Linked DNA regions of Zea mays: regions 1 and 2 are each linked to region 3. Evidence: chromatin contacts called from public Hi-C data. All regions are on one chromosome and are shown on one strand. Each heading gives the region's core, a stretch centred on a gene start, on an enhancer-like site or on the middle of the called end of the contact. The rest is flanking DNA. Distances are from core to core; before and after follow the strand shown. Region 1 holds the start of LOC100382428 (Glutathione gamma-glutamylcysteinyltransferase 2). Region 2 holds the start of LOC103634961 (peptide-N4-(N-acetyl-beta-glucosaminyl)asparagine amidase A). Region 3 holds the start of LOC100285963 (peptide-N4-asparagine amidase A).

What was found. Hi-C and Micro-C count contacts between places; a contact is called where the count stands out from the background.
Region 1: a Hi-C map of tassel shows a contact between it and region 3, with 1.9 times the contacts expected there. The contact joins the promoter of LOC100382428 here to the promoter of LOC100285963 in region 3. A contact is called at or near these places in 3 of 25 Hi-C or Micro-C datasets (ear, leaf and tassel).
Region 2: a Hi-C map of leaf shows a contact between it and region 3, with 7 times the contacts expected there. The contact joins the promoter of LOC103634961 here to the promoter of LOC100285963 in region 3. A contact is called at or near these places in 10 of 25 Hi-C or Micro-C datasets (bundle sheath, ear, endosperm and 4 more) and 1 of 3 datasets of contacts at active chromatin or transcription factors (leaf).

The regions. Positions count from the first base shown.
Region 1 is chr8:24,409,619-24,414,517 of Zm-B73-REFERENCE-NAM-5.0, forward strand. LOC100382428 (Glutathione gamma-glutamylcysteinyltransferase 2) reads right to left here and starts at 1,564. Exons shown (of 6, transcript NM_001175170.1): 1 at 957-1,564; 2 at 606-769; 3 at 369-420; 4 at 60-287. The coding sequence starts at 1,433.
Region 2 is chr8:24,434,311-24,439,040 of Zm-B73-REFERENCE-NAM-5.0, forward strand. LOC103634961 (peptide-N4-(N-acetyl-beta-glucosaminyl)asparagine amidase A) reads right to left here and starts at 2,963. Exons shown (of 1, transcript XM_008657534.4): 1 at 745-2,963. The coding sequence starts at 2,884. The coding sequence ends at 1,058. It also overlaps the pseudogene LOC100193238.
Region 3 is chr8:24,573,857-24,578,862 of Zm-B73-REFERENCE-NAM-5.0, forward strand. It overlaps LOC100285963 (peptide-N4-asparagine amidase A), which reads right to left and starts at 1,749. Exons shown (of 1, transcript NM_001158852.2): 1 at 1-1,749. The coding sequence starts at 1,543.

The sequences.
Region 1 (4,899 bases), core at 314-2,813, 160 kb before region 3:
TAAGGGAGGAAAAGTCTAACCCAGCATCTGAAAATGAAACAGAAATCAGGAAATGTCACCTTCAAGAAAAGCCTTTCTTTCTCCTCTTTGTTTAAGCTTGGTCCACCCTCCTCTTTTCTCCTGACTTCGACAACCCATTTGATCAAAGATTCAGCGTCAGCTGGAAGAGACTCAATTAAACGGGACAGAAGCGCTGGAACATCGTCTAGGTTCCCTGCCTTCAGAAGACTCGGTAAATCTTCAACACAATATTTTGACATGCGTTTCCAGTTTTCATCTCTGCAACTCTGCAGAAATGAAATTGCTGAGCAAAGAAAACTACATCAAGTACCTCATGTACGCATAATTGACAGATTATTAGTATTTACCACTGTGTACAACAATGAAGGGGCTGCAACCTTTCTTGATATAAGCATGAACCTATCAAACATTAGGATGCCAACATCTTAAAAATGGCATGTTTAAAAGTCAATAAAGACTACTGACCAATTTGATCAAACTGAATTTTTTCTGAATGTATCGAGACGAAACATCAATGAAAATTTCTGAATGCATAGACAAAATGATCAAGGGTGAATGAGAGGAAGATAGGCAAGAGTAGATACCCTCTGAGAAGTCCAGTTGAGTCATCAGTTGTATTCATGGCTTCCCAAAGAAGTTGCAATGGAACCCAATGCGGAGGATATTTGAAACGGGCGACATCCAAGATGAGCACCATATCCTGTCCGGCATGGTAGCCACCAATTGGGGAGAAATGACCAGTTCCAGTCTGCACCATTGCAAAAGGTGCACATCAGTGATGATATATACAAAGATAGTAGTTATATCCAATCTAACCAAATGTGTACATGAAGATTAATTGGTGGTAGTACTGTAGTGCAAGTAATCAGAAGAGCGTGACTAGGAGAATTCGCCGGTGGCCCAGTGGGAATGGAAAATCTAGGGGGGGACGTAACCTGTCCGAAAGGCCGCCTGTGGTAGGAGGCGATCAGATGGCAGTCCTGCGAGGAGACGCATCGGATGAGATGCCGCCGTAGGTCGTGGATGGTAACCCGGTTGGTGCGGAAGGATTGGACGTCGGCTCCGGAGCAGTGCGCGAGACAGGCGACCTTGCCGAAGGTGATGCCCTCGGCCTTGACCTTATCGAGGGGCTCGCAGCAGTCGAGCATGGACTCGTCGAACCACCGCCAGGGCCCCTTCCAGCGGCGGCCCGGGTCGATGGCGAGCGCGTTGAGCACGACGGCAAGGGAGGCCAGGCCGCAGAAGGCCGGCTCCGACTGCGTCTGGAAGACGGAGACCAGGGGGAAGAAACCCTCCATGGTGCCCGCCGCCAGGGCCTCCGCGAATAGGCGCTTGCCCTCCGGCGAAGCGAAGTCCACCGCCGGCGGCGACGGGAGGACCCGCCTGTACAGCGACGCCACGGCCGCCGCCATCCTGGACCTGGACTGCTCGCTTCCTCCTCGACTGCGCTGTTGGCTTTCGCGTGCTGATCTAGTTCCTCCGCGTGAACACAGCGGCGATCGAGCCAGCGAAGGGTGCCTCCTTTCCTCTGCGATGCTCTCTCACTTTCGTTTCGAATCTCTGCAGACGACGACGGGCACGATGGACGAGAGCCCACAGAACCCGGCCAGGAGTCAAACAATGCTAAATCCCATTGCGTAGTTTCGAATATCTGCAGACGACGACGGCCACGATGGACGAGTGAAAAAAGTTTCCATGCAGCAGAAAAGTGACAGAAAGAAAACTGATTTTAAACTTTTTCCTTTTCTTTTCTTGCCGAAATCACGAACTGTCAACGGTCTATTGGCAAGCCCATACGATGAATCCTCTCTATAAAAAAATAAATTTAATATTAAAGTGGATATATGACTCGTACGCTTTCAATGTGTATAAATTAATGTTTTGCATCAATAACAAATAACGTACATTATAATTTAAGCAAAACGGGTTTATCCCATGAGAAATAGGGATCGGAAGTAATTTCTTCCCCAAGCATTTGTGGGATCTATATAAAGAAATTTTTCTGTCATGAGAATGAAGATATAAAGTTATTCCTCGACGGAGAATTCTCTATTAACATCCCTAATTAAATATAGTCTAATTACAAAACTAATTATATAGGTAATGACTAAACAATAAGACGAATATATTAAATCTAATTAGTTTATGGTTCGTCTTTACGATGCTACAATATTTATTGGCTAATCATAAATTAATTAGGCTTAGGTCTTGTTTAAATAGACTAGAGATAATAGATAGTTGCTAAAATTAGATGAAGACATCTAACAATATAGACGATTGTTTAGCTTTTTGCTACTTTTAGCAAAAATTAGCTAATAGTTAGCTTGTTATTTGTCAGCTAGCTAATTTTATAAACAAAATTTTTAGATAACTAATTATTAACTCTAGTACATTCAAACACACGTCTAATAAATTTATGCTAAAATATAATATAGATTAAACTTTAGCCTCTCAAATAAAATACATCTCATATCTTAAATATATCACATCAATCTTGACCCAACATCGTGTCAATTCTCATTTCCCTTGCCAGGCTTGCGCTGCAGCCTGCAACTGCAACCTGCTGCACTGCAGGTCAGCGGCCCTGGCCTGCCTCCGCGGGCGGCGGGCGCACGGGTGAGCACGTGCTGGCTGCTGCATCCTGCCGCCGTGCCCTTTTGCCGCCTACGCTGCTGCCTTCAAATGATCAAATCCGCCCTGTTGAGCAGAGGATGGCGACGGGTGAATATGTGTCGGGTAGTACTATTCGGTACCTATATGTATTAAAAAAATCTCTCCATTATATTACTTAAGCTATCTGCACTCATACTACTCTAAATTTCTACCCTAAAAAGAATATTCTGTCCTGATCAGCACTCTATACCACAATCCCCCGCATTCATATTCACTCTATATTCCAACCCTATACCAACTACCGTATATTATATTATATTTTTCCCACTCCGCGTGCATGCATGTGCTGTGAACGGCCGCGTGCATGCATGTGGGCCCGCCTCCCCACCTCCGCGTGCATGCATGCATCTGCCTCCGCCGGCTGCTTGCTTGCATGCCTCGTTTAGCGCATGTGCGTCCGAACTCTACATTTGCAGCTCGATCACGCGTAGAGTCTAGCACCCAGTCACCCGCTGCAGGTGTTTCTTTACGCTATATGGGATAGAGTCCAGCACCCAGTCTTCCACTGCGGGCAGCCTTATATATATTCACATGTATAAAATTTTACCTATACCTATATCCGTACGGATAATTTTACTAGTCGGGTAACCCGTACCCGCTAAAAAGTCTTAAATTCCAATATATCAATCATTCAAAATATTAAATAAACATACAAAAACAACTTTAACTTCACATATAACAAATCATATAATTACATAATTTGGTATCTAGATAAATGATAGCTAGTGAATGATTTTATTTTAGCTAAGATGGTCTCTATTAGATGGTTATAGTGATATTTGATACAGATATATTTTACCAATGGATAGACGGGTATGGGTAGTACCAACCCGTATTCGTCTACCCAACAGATAGAGGTTTTTGTCCATTAATATACCCGCGGCTAGAGAAAACATATCGTACCCACCTTCATATCGGGTAAAATCTGTCGGATATTCAAGTTTCGGTTATCCATTGCCATTTAGGGCCTTGGCTAGAAAATGGGAACGTAGAAATTTTTACGTGCTAGATAGTTGTGGGAGTGTCAGAATCTCATTCTTTCTAAGAACACCATGGAAGGTATGGAATTTGGCAATTTGTTCTATAGTACAAGTTGGTAGGCTTGATAGTTTAACTATCTATTTGCAGGTCGCTGATATTGTATTTAATGAATTTGCTTGACATCCCAAGGTCTATATTTGGAATGGTGAAGGTACAATCTGAAGACTAGCTTTAAGTTGTTCAGTATTTATGCTTTTTGCTCAACTTGTTGAACTAGCAACTATTTTTACTTCTGCAGAACCTAAACCTAACAAGGGACATCTTGCATGGGCTGATGCTTTTGTCATAACACCAGACTCGATAAGTATGTTAAGTGAAGCATGCAGCGCAGGGTAAGCTATTGTCTTATTAGACTGATGACTTGCACGTTGCAACCTTTTTATGAAGTTTCAAGAGTGTGAATAGCTTCAAACTGTTTTGGCGCACTAGCAATAGCATTAGTTGCTTTTGAGTTCTAACCAAACAGGACGAACAGAGTAAATGTTTCCACAAATTCCACTAAACATGATTTCTGTATAGACATCAATTCACGTAAAGTGCATATCCTGTTTGGTGTTTTCTTGGGGACAATGTAATTTTTAGCCGACCAATATAATGAATGCATAGTACCAAAATTTGAAAAGTATAGTAATGTTTCTATTTCTTTTGTTAAATAATAGTTAGTAAGGATTTCTGGCTGGGATGCAACCCTTTTTTTGTTGGGGACTGGCATTGAGGTTGTGGGTTTTTTTACTTTCACTTGCATAGCTATCGGCTGGTTTATTTTTGGTGCTACAGGTGTTTGATGTAATCACTCTGTAGGTGTGCACATTAAGCTTGATACTGAAGAACGTCGCGTCGCTGTTCATGAATAAGGATTCCCTCAAGGTTGAAGCTGATACTAGGCTTGGGGAGCTCATAAAGTATTGTCGGAGAGGAAATCTCCCCGGCCGGGTGACGGATTGCACCCGCCCTAAATCCTAAAAAGAGGAGGGGCCTAAGCGTTTTGCTTGTTACGAGACTAGTGGATCAACACACGGGAGCACGCAAGGGTTTAGAGTGGTTCGGGCCACCGGGGCGTAATATCCTACTCCACTGTGTGATGTATTGCTCAGGAGCTTGTATGAACTTGTGAGTGTCTGCCTAAGATTGGGTCTCCCTTGTAACGCTGCATGCCTCCCCTTT
Region 2 (4,730 bases), core at 1,713-4,212, 140 kb before region 3:
ATTTTTCTCATGCCAACTATGCCTCAAGCTGAGAATTAGTAGCATGCTACGCAAATTATTCTACGATTTATTTTTATGTGTTGCTTGTATTCATATAGTGCACTAACATTTTATCGAATAATTTGTGCGCCCCTGCCTCTCCCTCCCTCCTCCCCCGCCACATCACGGAGCTCCATCTTTGCCGGTCGCTGCGCCATCCCTGCGCCGGCACCCACACGTACCTTATCGACTGCACGCCGTCGTCAACAAGGCCCTTGTGACCATGCTCCGCCACTCCATTGTCGTCCTATGGAGATTATATTCCCTCCTTGAAACTGCCCCCTCGTCCTCAACCTCACGCGCCTTGCAGACGGGTGGCCTCACGCCGTGGGATCGGCTCGACTGTAGCCCGAGTTTCACTTCGACACCATGTCGGACGACTCGCGGACGTCGTGCTCCATCTCATAACAGTGTAATACACATTTGTACATAAGTTATCGTGATATTATATGTCTCTATTGCAATGCACGTACACTCACCTAGTTCAGCTATGAAGGCTAGAGTGAAGATCACAGTTGGTGGTACATGGCAATCAAGGTCCAAGTATGTCTTGACATCAAAAAATAAGTACCACCACACATCTGCAAAGAGCTTTTCGAAAGGAAAAAAACTTCCAAAACACACATCTGCAAAGAGGACAGAGAAGAGCATCAAGAATCTGCTGATGCCTTGAAAGAGATCGAGATCCGGAACAAATCCAATCGATGCGGAATAAGCAATGCTGGCATAAATTAATAGTGTGATCGTGTCAGAATCTTGATTAGTACTAGTATTGCTGCCAGTATAAAATGGTCATCCCTCGTTCTGTCGTGCATCATCCTGTGCAGCTATAGACATGATGGTGATGCAATTGATAGTCACTGATAACAATACCTTGCCACTAGATCCGAATTGGCGTGTTTATAAAGGGACATTCAAGTTTCTTACCTACTTTCTGAAGCACGAGCTGCCAAGCAGCCTTTATTCAAGAAGCAAAGTAAAAAACTGAAACGTGGACGAACTATTCCCTTTCCGTACTTTACAATTTGTTTGCCAGCAACTTTCTTCTTGCTGGCTGATCATTCAACTTCTCGCTGACAGAGCTATATGCTCTTTTTGAACAAGAATCATCGGAGCGGTCGGAAACTATAGTGTAGTTCCTGCTGCTCACATCCCTGAAGTAGCATCCATCAGTTCCCACATACTTATACACCTGATGGGTCTTCCCCAATCCACTGACCACCAAATTCTTCTTCACCCTCATAGTGCCTTGTGCCGACTGTGAATTCCGTAGGGAGCTGTACAAGAAGCCCGGTTTCCCACCGGAGGTCTTCTTCCCATTGATACCAAATTTAACAATTGAATCCAATGAGTACTCATCGTCCGCTTGATCTGAGGTTCCAGTATAAAGGTACAGCGGGAAAACCTCATGGAATTCCTCAGAGAGCAGCACGGCAGAAGCATCCTTGGCAAAAATGCCAGACTTCGCATCGATTGTTTGGTTCACGATCTGCACAGTGCCGTTCTTTCTAAACACATTGATGTTCTCATAGCAGAATCTCTGATTGAAGGTTGTGGTGACCTCCCCGTACGACGATTTCACCCATCCCGTGGCAGAGACGTGCCGACTTGCGCTTGTCACAAACTGCCCGTCTAATCCAGTGAATTCTGAGCTCACATTAAGGTTCAATCCGGATGCCTCATAGCTGAGCAAGCCTCCAGTGGTCTTCTCGCTCTTGTGATCCAGCCACAGATGCAAATTGGCATCAACGTACCACACATCAAGAGCATTTGTCACGCCAAACCCGAAATCATGTTCCTCGCCGTCCAGGAGCTTGCCCAAGAATGGCGTGATGTCAATGTCATATGTCGGGAGATTGAATGAGCCGATTCCTGTGATTGGCCGCCATAGAAGCGGGTTAACACCACCGGTGTAAATCACAGTGAATGGCCAAACAGCGCCGACGACTTCACCATCCACCCTAGCTACGACTTCCCTGAATGCGCCATTGCCGGGGACACTGGACAAGTTGTTCGCCCGAATGTAATCGTTGGGCGGATTGGTATACCAGAACTCGTCGTCGGAATGGAAGGAAACGAACACTTGAAGGACCGCCCTGTAGGTGTTCGACGGAATGGCGAGCTTCTTTGACTGCACATCAGTAGCATTCTGGATGGCGAACCACTGCCCGTCGTTCAAGGGTAAGCTCCTTGAAATGGGCACAATCAGATCAGCCTGCTGCTGCTGCTGCGGTGGCGGCTGCGGCTGCGGATCGGTGCGGAAGTAGAGGTGGAGCGTGAGGTTGGCGTGATAGACGCCGGTGTATGTTTTGTCGATGAGGTTGCCGAGGTACACCGCGACCTCACCGGGCTCCGCGAGGAGGGCGGCGTACCTGGTGACGTCGCGGGACACGGACCAGAGGATGCCGTTGGGACGCGGCTCGGCGGTGCAGCTGCGGAGGAGCTCGGCGCCCGAGAGCCAGACGCCGAAGATGCGGTCGAACTGGCGGCCGCGACAGTCGGCGGCCCACTCGAGCACGGCGAGCGCGAGGGCACCGGCGCCGCCCGCGTCGCCGAGGCAAGCCGGCGGCGCGTAGGCGGCGGTGGCGGGGGGGCGGCCGTATGTGGCGCCGAAGGTAGCCGAGAGGAGAAGCGTGGAGCAAGGCCCCGCGCTGCCGCGCGGAGGGCGGATCGGGCGATCGACCTCGAAGAAGGTGGTCGGCGGCTCCGACGCGTTGAGGGAGGCGACCTGCAAGGACGCGCCGAGGCGATGCCGCATCTGCAGCGCCGCGGCCGCCGTTACGGAGGGGAGGAGGATGGCGATGAGGGCGAGGAGGATGCTCGCGGTAGCGGCGGATGGCGCCATTGTAGAAGCGGTGGGCACGAGGGGCGGTTGGACTGAGAGGAAGAGGAAGCGGAAGTGGACATGCTACCCGGGGGTTTAAACGAGGTGTTCTAGGTGATCTGTTATAATAACTCCCCACTAATGATACGATAAATTTAAAATACAATGAAGTGAGATACAATAAAGTGAGTGGATGTTTGTGTGGCAAAAGTGATCGGAATAACAAGGGAGAGCAAAAGAGAACCATTTTTCGTTCTATAACTTGTGAAGCAACTCAAGAGGAGCAAATAAAGATTGATTTATTTTTTTGAAAAATGAAAGAAAAACTCGTCTTAATATGTTAACAAGGTTGAACATAGAAAAATGTTGATAACTGCAGAAGCTTGGTATGGATTGTAAACAGTATCCTATAGTTCATTTTCAAGAAAGAAAAAAATATACATGAAGTATCATCCTATTTCCTGTTTGTGGCATTAGCACTTCACAAACTAAGGGGGTGTTTGGTTGCTCCTGCTAAAGTTTAGTCCGGGTCACATCAAGCGTTTGACTTTTAAATAGGAGTATGAAATATAGACCCAACCAACTGGACTAGATTCGTCTCGTCTTTTAATCTTCGGCTGACAAATTAGTTTTATAATCCGACTACATTTAATAACCGGAACGGAGGTTCAAATATTCGATGGGACATGAGCTAAATTTTAGCGGGGTGTAACCAAACACCCCCTAAGTTATATCATACCAGCTAGTTCACGGGGGATCATGAATAGCTCTTGCAGTATTCACCGGATATTATTCATGCCAGCTGATCCGTCTCGACAGGCAAAGGAACAAAAATATGCTAGACTTTTAGACCACTCAGATAAGTGACTTAATAAACTTTTATGGTTTCACGAAGAGACCAGGATAATTTGAAATTTGAGAAGATTGATAACATTGATGCCGGTGCTCCAAGATGATCTTTATTTCACACACGCATATATTGTACATAAGTTACAACAATGAACAATCATGTGTCTCTTTACAATAAATTCAGACATCGTTAGAATGTTAAACATTGGAATGGAGGTATTTTTCAAAACAGTGGACATTGGAGAAATGTATTATTCTTTGTGGGTGAGCATTGTACAAATCTGACATCCCTCTTCAGCCAAGCATCAATTCATCTAGAACTTCTCCTAGTCTTTTCAAAGATCTGCTCAGGGATCAGTGTGCCATTGCCATTGGCCTTCTTGATCTCCATGTTATCCTTCTGGTAGAACCCAATGCCTCTCAGAGCATATGTAATGAAGTCATTGAATCCAATGGCGATGGCAGCCTCTACCTTAGCCCCATAAACCAGACTCTGCATTGCAAGACAGGTAGGAAAGTTAGACATCACTCGATAATTTCTAGTTGTGCCTATCAGTTTAGGAAACCAAAATAGTGGGGTATGAACCTTGATTCGGGAGAGATGAACTACACCAAAGCACATCTCCAACATCATCCAAATCTCTTCAAGCATCATACTCTAAGTTAGAAGATTGCAACCAACAACTAAGATCAAGCAATGAAGAAGGCAGCCATAACTCCCACTGTACAATATCCACATTTTGGTATTCAACTATGGACATTATTTATACTACACCACACACACAAAAATCCTATATTCAAGAAAGTATCAAACACCTAACATGAAGCTTCTAATATCACCCCACACACCCAAAGGAGTTGTGTTTGGATAGAAATGCTTGGAAAGAAGCTATCCACGTGCCCGAACCGTGATTAGGCATTTTCTCTTTTAGTTCTCTCAAAAGCTTTTCCCCTCCCCTTTATCTCTCTTTCTCTTTTTGGTGACTTCTTGTTGGGTTTCAAATCTAGCCTACCCCAA
Region 3 (5,006 bases), core at 499-2,998:
CGCCCTCTCCTCCTGCTCCTCCTCCTCCCCGGGACCGCGTCTCGTCGAACCCGATCTCCACGCGCCGCATCAGCCGCTGCGACGACGTGCCGCTGCCGTCGCCGCCCAGGAAGATGTAGAGCGGGAAGCTCTGGTGCACCTGCGCGGGCGCGGGCCCGCCGCTGACGGCCGTCAGCGCGTCGGTCGTCTGGTTGATCGCCTGCGCGCTGCCCTGCCCGCTCACCACGTTGGTGTTGGAGAAGCTGAGCCGCTGCGCGAACGTGGTGGTGACGTTGCCGCGCGACGAGCTCACCCACCCCGTGGCCGTGATATTGCGGCTCGCCGTCGCCGCGTACTCCCCGTCGACGCCGTCCGCGGAGCGCGACACGATGCTGCCCGCCAGCTTCGGCGCGTGGTACGCGACGAGCCCGCCGCTGGTCCTGGAGCTCTTGGGGTCCAGCCACAGGTGGAGATTGGCGTCCACGTACCACGACCGCTGCGCGTTGGTCACCGCGAACCCGAGCTCGTGCTCCTCGCCGTCCAGGAGGCTGCCGAGGAAGGGCGTGAGCTCGATGTCGTAGGTGGGCATGTTGAAGGAGCCGATGCTGGTGATGGGGCGCCAGATGAGCGGGTTGATGCCGCCGGTGTAGATCACCGGGAACGGCCACACGGCGCCCACCACGGCGCCGTCGAGCAGGACGGTGACCTCGCGGAACGGCCCGTTCTGCTCGGGCGTGTTCATGTACCAGAACTCGTCGGCGTCGTGGGACGAGACGTAGACCTCGAGGACGGCGCGGTACGCGTTGCGCGGCACCGACACGCGCGCGGACTGCACGTCGGTGTCGTTCTGGACGACGAACCACAGCCCGTCGTTGAGCGGCAGGCTCCTGGAGACCGGGACGACGGCATCGGCGGCGGCGGCGGCGGCGGACGGCCGCACGCCGCGGCGGAAGTAGAGGTGGAGCGTGAGGTTGGCGTGGTAGACGCCGTCGTAGGTGTCGTCGATGAGGTTGCCGAGGTAGACAGCGAGCGTGGCGTTGCCGGCCGCGAGGAGGGCCGCGTAGCGGGTGACGTCCTTGGAGACCGACCAGACCACCCCGCCGGGGCGCGGCTCCGCGGTGCTGCCGCGCAGGAGCTCGGCGCCGCCGAGCCACACGCCGAAGGTGCGGTCGTACTGCGCGCCGCGGCACTCGGCGCGCCACTCGAGCACGGCGAGCGAGACCGGCGGCGCGTCGGAGCCGGACAGGCACGGCGGCGGCGAGTAGGCCGCGGTGACGGGCGGCTTGGTGAGCGTGAACGCGAAGGAGTGCGAGAGCAGCAGCGTGGAGCAGGGCCCCGAGCTGCCCCTGGGCGGGCGGAGCGGGCGGTCGACCTCGAAGAAGGTGGTCTTGGACGACGACGACGCCCTGCTGCCGTGTCGCGGCAGCGCGGCCTCCACCGCCGCGATGTCCTTGGCGGAGAAGCGGAGGCCGCGGGGCGAGGGCGAGGCGGCGACCGGGTTGGAGAGCAGAGCCAGGCAGAGGCAGAGGAGGAGTGAGCGGTGGGCAGAGGAAGCCGTCGGCATGGCTAAGCTCACCTCACTTAGCTTGGCTGCTTCAAGTGTGGAAGGCGTTGCATGCCAGTGTCCGCGTGGAAGGCCGAGGATTTAAACCCGGCCGACGAAATTATAAATAAAACAAATAAAATAAATGAAGGCGGATCAATAATATCCATCATTATCTATACTAGGGAGGGGAGGCGGCATAAACAAAGTGTATGTAATGGAGCATGTTGTTGTGAGTGCCGTATAATGGCAACGCAAAGTACTTGGTAGGTACATGAACCATGCGGCTTTTGGGACACTTCGACTTGTCCACTAGTATAACCAACCCATGACGAGCATGCATACCCCCCACCCCTACACACACAAAAGGGAGAAGATTATGGACAGGAAAAGGGCAAGTCCACAAGTTTTATCGTGTGCTTAAAGCACCAGAAAGGGGAGGCATGCAGAAAGTTCCCCGTTTTTATGCAATAACTTATTAAATATAAATATACCGAGATTAAGGATAACAATAACTCTAAATTTTACAATCTAATCGACTAAAATTGATCTATATTTCTATTCATTTTAAAATTAAAAATAATTTAAAGCCATATCAAATTATAAGTAAACATTTAGATCACAATCTATTTCTCTATGAGAGGTCTTTTGAAGAGTCTTTATAGAGCTAATTGAAAATTGAAAATATATATATAAGAGACGAGCTCCGCTCCCTGCGAAGGAACCATCTATAAACGAATCTCTATACATTTTTAATAAAAGAAATTTCTCTATATATAATGTTTCTTAACTGATTTAAAGGTTTAAAACTATATCTACAATTTCTTGAGTCTTTTTGTACCTAGAAAATCGAATCACCGGCCTCCCCCATTGATAAAACCAACATTCCATTACGCATATGCGCGGAATTAAAGCCGGACCAAACAAGTCGGAGAATTATTTATTACAACATCCGTGCGAGTGCGAGGGACCCAAAACAGCTGCATGTGCACTCCCAGGCTCCACTCATTTTGCGTTCGGCATCATCATTGGCACGCAGCACTTGTGTTAATAAACTCGTGGTTGATAAATAATCTGCATTTTATCGTACTACTCCTAACTTGCAACCCACTTAGGGCTTGTTCGGTTAGCTCTCAATCCATGTGGATTGAGCGGGATTGAATGAGTTTGAATCCCAAACAGCTCAAACTTCTTCACAATTTTTTTCAATCTCATCCAATCCATGTGTATTGGGAATAATCGAACAAGCTCTTAAATGACCGAAGTGTAAAAAACACACATAAGAGACGATATTTTAGTGAAGAGTTCTCAGAGTTTAGATATGGTTATATACTTATACTCATACAATCCACGTAAATAAGTCATATCTTAAATATTATAATGAATAAAATACAAGACTTATATACGTTACGTTATAAATAGATTTTTTTAGTTATATAGAATAGTTGAAGAACCACAACATATCATCCAGGCCGTACATATATAATAAGAAAAACTGACTCAGATATGTTCCTGACGGCCGACGAGATAGCTACCACTGCAGGCGCACTGTCGGCCGCTCTCCTCGTCACAAGACCAAACACCAGCTGGCCACGACTCAGCAGCAGTCTCAACATGTGGCGCACTTGGTACTAGTATAGCATTAGCATTAGCAGGTTGTAAAGCTAACGTCAAAGATAAACCTAGAAACTTGATCAATGGATTGATCTCACGTTGGATTGGATTAGTATTTTGCTTCATGATCTAAGGGGCAACATTTTTTTAGTTACAGTCTCTTTTTTTATGGCGTGTAAATAAAATAAAATAAAATAGGTTATGACACGCGAACTAACATTCGCCTGTACTTCCTCGCACCTCTAAACCTAAACGAGACTCGGCGATTGAGTTGAGGCTACCGCTACCATGACCTCCAACCTTAAACTTAAAGTATCGCATTCTAAATGAGAAAGTCCAGGATTAAACAATTAAACTATAGATACTCTCAGCCGCGGCTGCAGATCGAAGCGGTGCAGTGTCCGGCTCATTGCACTAGTACACACAACCTCTATAGTGGCGGTTCTAGAGACGTTTTCACTGGCGCTTTTCAGTGCCGCCAGTGCTAGGGGCCATGTGTCATTTCCACTGGCGGTTATTCTAAAACCGCCAGTGGAAATGCTATTTTCACTGGCGGTTTTCTTAAGCAACCGCCAGTGGAAATGCTATTTTCACTAGCGGTTTTCTTAAGAAAACCACCAGTGGAAATAGCATTTCTACTGGCGGTTTGTTTTATTTAGCCGCCAGTGGAAAGTTTTCCCGCCTTTTTTTAAATTTTCAATCAGTACTGAAATTTATATATATTTACACACACAAAACATATATATATATATATTGATATTGATATTGATAAACATGTAGTATTGATATTAAAAGCAACATGGAATTAAATTCTATCATACATTTATATACATCAAAGTCTTGTTTACAACCATGTATGCATCACACATTATATACATCAAAGTTTTCACTTAAGCTCTAATAACTATCTCGGCTAAGAGATAGTCTACTAATTTCTGTTAGTATTCTAAACTCTGGCAAAGCTAATGTTCCGGAAGCATCGTGATATTTCCCTTCTGCGGGAATGACCTCTTTCAATATGAATGTGCACAGGTCCTCAACTATGCCATACAATGCACCTTCAGTCAAGTTCTCCGGGCTTCCTTGTTGAAATTTCTGTAAAGGAAGTTTATAAACATCATCTATTTATACTCAATAATAACACATTTACATCTTTAATGACATAAATACATACGTGACTATTACTAATAATACCTTGCCAGGGTTCATGATGTATCGTCTGTTCATTCTCATGAACTCGCACACGTAGAACCCACATAGGACCGATCCGGGTGGTTGCTTGTGGCACTACATAACGGGAGATTGGTTATTTAGTTGCAACATTGTCCTATGTACGTACATGTATGATATGTATTCATAAATTCACATACTTACCGGCCAGTTATAATGGATGTCTAGTGGCACGCCTTTTTTGGACGTGTCGTACTTTTCACCTTGTAGCTTATAAAACCTAAATGCCCTGTGATCTCAAATAGAATCACCATGTTATTTTACAATTCTCATCGATATAAGTATGCATGCATAGAAAAGGCTTACAGCTCTAAGATGCTGAGGAATTTTGAATAGGCCGAAGGCTCGGTGTGCAAGGAGTCGAGCACCAGCACCTTTCCAACCTTAGGATAAATGAAGAAGCATATCCAGTGGTCCCTGTACGAATCAAACTTGTGATACATGTGTATTGAAATTATTAATTTTATTTATGCAAAATCACACTTACTTGAAGTTGTACGGGGCCACTATGGATTCCCTGTCTTGAAATTGAAGCATTGTGTGTCCTATGTAGGTGGCGTATCTTGCTTCAAAATCCTTCTTCAGATCCTGGATACGCACCTCAATTTCTTCGTCTGTTAGCCCCTGTAATGCTTCGTTG